2 separate regions of the Oryctolagus cuniculus genome follow, and region 1 is linked to region 2. The links are chromatin contacts, called in public Hi-C maps. All regions are on one chromosome and are shown on one strand. Each heading gives the region's core, a stretch centred on a gene start, on an enhancer-like site or on the middle of the called end of the contact. The rest is flanking DNA. Distances are from core to core; before and after follow the strand shown.

Evidence for each region. A called contact is a pair of places that touch in the nucleus more often than the background predicts.
Region 1: a contact with region 2 is called in a Hi-C map of embryonic fibroblasts, with 4 times the contacts expected there. The contact joins two enhancer-like sites. A contact is called at or near these places in 5 of 6 Hi-C or Micro-C datasets (ear pinna, embryonic fibroblasts, psoas muscle and 2 more).

Annotation. Positions count from the first base shown.
Region 1 is chr13:91,761,812-91,765,344 of mOryCun1.1, reverse strand. No RefSeq gene overlaps it. Among named protein-coding and RNA genes, the nearest start is that of PGER5, 1.1 Mb to the right of the region's middle. Within about 2 kb of position 1,719, at least 6 of the 8 cell types and tissues checked have an H3K27ac peak or open chromatin away from gene starts, as enhancers often do.
Region 2 is chr13:91,641,555-91,645,204 of mOryCun1.1, reverse strand. No RefSeq gene overlaps it. Among named protein-coding and RNA genes, the nearest start is that of PGER5, 940 kb to the right of the region's middle. Within about 2 kb of position 1,429, at least 1 of the 8 cell types and tissues checked has an H3K27ac peak or open chromatin away from gene starts, as enhancers often do.

The DNA of each region.
Region 1 (3,533 bases), core at 470-2,969, 120 kb before region 2:
ATAGAACTGCCAATACTGTGTGCATATTAACTTGAAAAATGTCACAAATACTACCTTCAATTGTTCTTCTGAAGTGTGGACTTAACATGAAAATTTGATGTAAAAAAAAAATGGATGGATTTTTATTTAACACATGTTTTTCTATGGATTAACTTACAGTCAGTCTTCTAATTGAAAGGGATAAGTTTTCAGAGACCAGAAATTCAGGTCCCCTACATTAGTGACTGGGACCTGATTACTTGAGCCACCACCTGCTTTCTTTGAGGTCTGCCTTGGCAGGAAGCTGTAGTCTAGAGCCAGAGTTAGAAACTGAACGCACATTTTCTCATGTAGAATTTGGGTGTCTTAACATCAACCACGAGGCCACATGCCCAACCCTCCATTTCTTTCCTTTAATTTCTCTGAAAAGGTTAAGCTTTGGTAGCTAAGAGAAAGGACTGCAATTGTGGGTCAAAAGGTTTCATACTATCTCAGCTCCCCAAAAATGGCTCCCAGGGTGCACACAAGTCACCGTATTGGCATCTTCTGGGAACTTCTCAACAAACACCACCTTGACTGCCCCAAGAGCCAGGGCACAGCCTACCACAGGCTTCCTTTTCACTCTGATCACTGAGTGGTTCATAAAACTAGCAGGACCAACCCTCTAGACTTCCCTTCCCCAAAGTTGGTTGCAGATTGCAGAGCCCTCTCCTCATTTCCTGTGCCAACAATCCCTTCTTTCTCATGTCATATCTGTTTCTGCTTTATCCATGGATAAAGGTGGTTTGGCACCTTTGAACTCCAACAGATAGAGTTATTTAACGTTTCTATGACAGTGAGACTAAATTTAGTTTGAAGAAGATGATATGTCAGGTCCAATAATATTTATAAACCTTGTTGATGTTCAGCTTACTGTGGAGCAATGGAGCCCAATTTCCTGTTTTATTCATCCTTTTTTCCCCAAACTTTATTTATTAGAAGAGACAGAGAGAGAGAGAAAGAAAGAAAGAGGGAGGGAGCCCTCATCCACTGGATTGTTCCCCACATGTCCACAATGACCACTATCTAGGGCAAAACTGAGAGCTGAGAACTCAATCCAGTTCTACTGCATAGGTCCCAGGGACCCAACCCCTTGAGCCATCACCTCCTCCCTCTGAGGTCATGCACTAGCAAGAAACTGGAATCAAGAACAAGAACTGAGCTGAAACATGAACCCTGGTACTCTACTTGAAGCCTTCGAGAGGTTAATTTAAAGCAAACAGTCTTTCACAAGAGACAAAAGTCCCAATAAAATCACATGCCATTATTTAAAACTTCTTTTTATTTAAGATCAGCACAAATAAATATGTGCTAATATCCTGGCATTTAATCTTCCTCCTTTATATTTCTGACTTCTGCCTTTGTTTCTGGGCTATTTTTCTCCCTATAAACAAAAGCCATCAGGCGATTGGGACTTATAATTCTCTCCAAAGACATTTGTGCTTTTCTATTTCTTTTTTGTTAGTCAGAATCAAAATAACCCAAGAGGGGTAGGATAAAGGAAGTATAATGAGTATACACTTATTAGGGCATTTTATCCAGCAACTGTCTCCAGATAGCAGCTGCATGAGTCATGCCGAACACGTGGATGTCTGTGAGCCTCCAGGGATTACCAAACTCTGACTCAAGGGTGGAGTTTGGTTGCTGAGGCATTTCACAGGGCTCAGCACACTGGGTGATGTCAGTTAATCCAATTACAGTCAGCGGATCAGCAGTATTCCAACAAACACTGCGTTCATTCAGTTCCAGTCAGAACTTCCAGTGGCACAGCCAAGGAAATCTAGGTGGCACAAAAAAAGCTTCTGATAATGGAAAGTACTGGAGGTCCAGCTTAGATATGGCTCCAGGCTTAAACCAATCCCCTGTCAATATCCTATTAGTCACTTCCAGACAGTGTGTCAGAGCAACAGGCTAGATTTCACCTGATGCCTTCAGTTTCTTTGACGATTTTTAAACACCTCTGCTAAGGAATCCGTTTGAGGAACAGATCTATTTTTATTCATAATGACTTCTCCATCTGTCTTGCTATTTTCTAAAAACAGATTAGCATCCTGCATGTATAACCTAGTTTATTTGGTGAACTATTCAGAGCCAAAATGTCTTTCCAAAGAATAACAGAATGATATGAATATTCTGTTTTACAATCACAGAACTAATAGTTACTAAAAAGTGAAAGAATATTTAATTCACTATGATGAAACTATATATTGACTTGATTTTTTGAAACTAGTGGGAACAGGTCCTTGTCAAGTCTTTAACAGATATTTTTCTTTGTGTGAGTTTTCCCTCCTGTGTGTTTTAGAAATAGTTTAAGAATGGGGGTCTGGAGGCTGGTACTGCTCCATCACTGATTTATGGTACAATCTTGAATAAAACCATTAAGTTCTCTGTTCTGATCTCATACTGAAAAGAAGAACAAAATCAGAACAAAATTAGAATGAAACTACTGATCATGGCTGAAAATTTGTTGAAACAATGATATGAGGTAAAAGTATTTAAAGAGTAGCCCAAATATATCAAGTCCTGTTATGTCTGTTAAGATTAAAGTCTTTAGGTAAGATTTCACACCTACTGCATAGGTAAATTGAAAATAAAGACTTCCTAGCTTCATTAAATCAACATCATTTAAATAAATGATTTTATATGTAGTTGTGAATTTTGTTGCAAAGTTGAAATTCCTTTAAAAATGGGAGTAAGTTATTGTATTGCTGTTGTATCTAGATGTGTTAGTTTATAGTCATCAGTGGTAGTAGCGTCCGTCTCTCTATCTCATCTGTACATGTTTTGTCTCACGATGTTCATTTGTATTCATTTTTTATCTAGAGGAAAATATACCATGAAATTCACCTTTTTAAAGTGTACACTTCAGTGACTTTCAGCATAACCATAAAGTTGTGAGTTCATCACAACCATGTAATTCCGAAATATATTCACACCACAAAAACAAATCCCATACTATCTAATATCAACTTCCATTTATCCCCTTCCCTTAACCCCTAACAAATGCTAATTTAGGTTCTGTCTCTATGGGTTTATCGTTTCTCTATATTTCATTTTCATGTATCTAGATTATTTTTCTTATCAATATTTTAAAGATTCATTAATATTTTATCTTAGTTTTTAAAGATTTATTGATTTATTTGGTACAGACGGGGTGGGGTTGGATTTCATCTGCTAGTTCATGTTCCAAATGGTTGCAATGGTGGGGACCCAGCCAGGCCAAAGCCAGGAGCCTGGAACATCATCTGGGTCTCCCACTTGGGTCCCAAGCATTTGGGTCATTTTCAACTGCCTTCTCAGGTTCATTAGCAAGGAGCTGGATCAGAGGTGCAGCAGCTGGGACTCGAACTGTTGCCCACTGGGATGCCAGTGTTAAAAGCAGCAGCTTAACCCACTGTACCACTATGCCCACCCTCTCACTCATGTTTTAGATTGTACTAGATGTGTCATTTTTATGACTGAGTAATACGCCATGATATGGCTATAAAACACTTTGCTTTTCCATTCGTTAAGAG
Region 2 (3,650 bases), core at 180-2,679:
CATTTTCAGGCTAGCTGATGGACAGCATTATTGCAGGCAATTAGAAGTGTAGTTGCTAGTTGTTTGCTTTTCTTATGTAGGAGACAACAGTAAGACTAAAGATTACTACTATTTCTGCTTTCTTTTTTAAATGAGGAAATCATAGACTTAAAGATATATGCAAAGGCTAAGAAAAAAAAGTAAAGCATTTGCTTTACGGTACAGTTATTTTCTCTTCATTATGGAAATTGGCTTATTCCAGGATGTTTCAAAAGCTTCCTAAACACATAGAATGTAGATAATGACAAAGGTTTTTATAATGGAGTCTCTTTTGTAAATCACTATGAAATTGTTAGCTGACCTGAAAGAGGGCACAGACCACAAAGTAGAAAGCCTTTTTTTTTTAATGGAATCTTAAGAAAAATGTATAAAATGAATATGTCATTAGCATTTCGTAATAAATCAAAATAAGATATTATTTATATAGCAGAACTTCGAAAACATTTAATTGTATGTGTTAAAAAAAATTGTGCTGTATGTGGACCTGGGAACCACAGGTTTCATCATTTATCCCATTTATACTAATATTCCCTTTCTTTCATCCTCTAAACACTAATAAATAATAGTATATAATGCATCTGATTGCAAACTAGCCTACAAAGATGAGTGCATCGATACTTTTGAGAATTAATAGTAATAAAACTCATGAATGAAATAACCCAATCTGCAAATTCATGTATTAATCCAAATGAAAGAAATATGTGCTTATTGAAAATGTCATCACTTTGGAGAATTAAAATGTACACAAGAATGGTAAAGGTTCTATTATATACCTTTAAACTGAGGAGTCTGAAATTTACTTTGGTGCCAGTAGCGCTTGCCTCCTGAATTTCAAAATAAGTATAATGTCTTATGCTTATTATAATATCTTATAATTATCATACTTGATTGTCTTTATTTTGCCTGTGTCTTGGTTTACTAGTTAGAAAAATGAAAGCTCTAAGAAAAAAAATAGAAAAAAACCTAACTTTATAAAAGGTTCTTTTTTTTTTATTTTGAGAAGTCAAATATACTTAATGCCCTATTGAGTAAATTACTCAGCAACTAAGACATATGGATTTTTTGTAATGTGAATGTTTAATTCACATGTTACTCTAAAATATTTTGTAAAAATAAATGCATAAGACAAAAGGAAATTGACTAAAATATTTTTATATTAATATTTAAATAACCTTAAACATTTTATTAAGCTTTTTCTTTTTTCTGCCTGGTTTGAGAATCAATGACCAAATATAGTACAATGAGTAACTTGGTGAGAACACAATCAGATCCTTCCAAAACTTTTTCCTTCTGTTTCTTGTTGTAAGTTTCCTGTTGGCCTGTCACACTGTGCTCTCAAATCCTTTGCAAACCATATGGGGAAGTAATAAAGTACATCACCCCACCCACAGATGCGTAATGTTTGTTATGTTTGTTAACTGACTGAGGAAAATATTGTGAGCTCATTTGGATTTGTCATATATGGTCATTCAATCATACAGAGCAACAGACAGGACCAGGAAACACCCACGAAATACGACAATAGATAACAAGCAGTTTAACAGTTTAATTCTTTAGCAAAGAGAAGTAAACCCAAAGAAGTCAGATATAACCCTAGACAAAATACCAAAGAGTTGCAATATTTTGGCAATTTCTAATGGTAAGAAGCTCCCTACAAAATCTTGTCTCCGAAATGGCTTTCTTTTTTCTTTAACACCAAAATCTTGCACAGTATTGTCAAGAGGCTTAAAAAGCCTTTATCAGCAGGCAATCTCTCAAAGATCTCAGGAATTCCAAACTTGGAAACACAGGCTCAAGGATTTAGCCCCATCTACTGGAAGCAGAGCATAAAACAAACGCTTTGTAAATAGAAAGTTTTGTCTTTATACACTCATTTAGATAAGATTGTTTTTGTTTCTTTCAAATGAAGACTTGGGCTGAGAAAGTCCCAGAGGAAGAAGGAAAGTGAACAGGAATAGGCACTGGACTCACCCATTACTGAGGCTTTGAATCAAGTTAAGATATTTTCTCTCTTCTTCAGAACTTAAAAAAAAAAAAAAAAAGAATCGGGATTTATAAAATACATCGTTTGCCAATCATCAAACAACACCATGGAGAAACACAGAGGGAACTTTTCCCAATATTTTTGCAGGGTTTGTCAAACAAGTTTCCATAGATGTTAACTTCCCAGTAAACATCATGCCTTCTCTGACTTTCTGCCCACAACACATATCAGTGCCTGCTGAGTTGGTCCCAGGCTGAGGGGCAGATTTGTGTGGGTGAGGGCAGGTCTGCTCCCTTTGCAAAACAAAGAGGAAGTCTAGGCCCTGCCTTCTTTCCTATTCCAGGCCAGATGACCATGTACATATCTATTTATTTCAGAAAAAAAATGCGTACACAGAAAATAGCTGTACAATATTTTTCCCCAAAGTCACATTTATTTACTAACATCTATCTCCCTAAAGAATTAATAGTTATATATGTCAGCCAAAATCGCCTCCAAAAGAATTGGCTAGAGAGAACACTCTTACATCCTTCTAGCAATAGAACAGACTCCAAATTTCTGAGACTTCAAACCTGATTTTTTTGTCATTCAATAGTCTAAATCTAAAAATCAAGTTTTAGAATTGGGCAGTGTGGTGCAGCAGTTAATGTGCCTACATCCCATATTGGAGTGTCTGGGTTTGAGACCCTACTTTGCTTCTAATTCAGTTCCCTGCTACTGTGCACCCTGGGAGGCAACAAGTGATGGCTCAAGTCCTTGGGTCCTGCCATTCACATGGAGGACTTAGACTGAGTTCTGAGCTCCTGGCTTGCATTTGGCTCAGCCCTGGTTGCTGCAGGCCTTTGGGGGTGAACCAGATGATAAAAGATCTAGATTCAGATCTCTCTCTCTCTCTCTTACTTCCTCTGTGCTCCGCCCTTTAAATAAATAAACAAAAGCTAATAAAATAACATTTAAAAATGTGCTGATTGTACAGAGATATTTCCTTGCTTAAATACTTAGTTTCAGTTTCTAAATAGAAACATAGCATTTCAAAATGAAGAAATTACATTTGAGCTAATTGCTAATATCAGGGATGATGAGTAGGTGCTGATCTTAATTCTGCATGAGTTTATACTAAAAACACCCTATATGTATGAAATTATACTCACCAAGTCATTTTATCCTATTAGCAAGGAAAGGATTCACAACAAAGAAGACTATCCGTCTCTATCCCAAGGAAAAGAAACTTTTCAAATTCCATAAAGTAAGCATTTTTTACCCTCAAATCTTTTAATATTTTGTCTTCTTGAGATCTCTGTTACTTACATATGAGTGATAAAATCATAAACCATAAAGTTCTACTGTATTAAATAATGCAATAGTAATGTCACATGATTAAGAAATAAGTTTCATAATGTTTCTAAGCAAACAAATTGCAGGAAATCAGGTTAAATGTAGATTAGATACATATTCAGCTTGTATCTGCTCCTTTTGGAAGTCCCAATAAATGACAAAGAAAGAGTATAAACTGACCCACAAGTAGATCAAAGGACAGGCAGAAGTGCATGAGAGACCCTAACAAATATTTGAACTGCAGAAAGAAAACCAATAGAATCTGACTTAGCAGAACGCAGGAGACTGACTC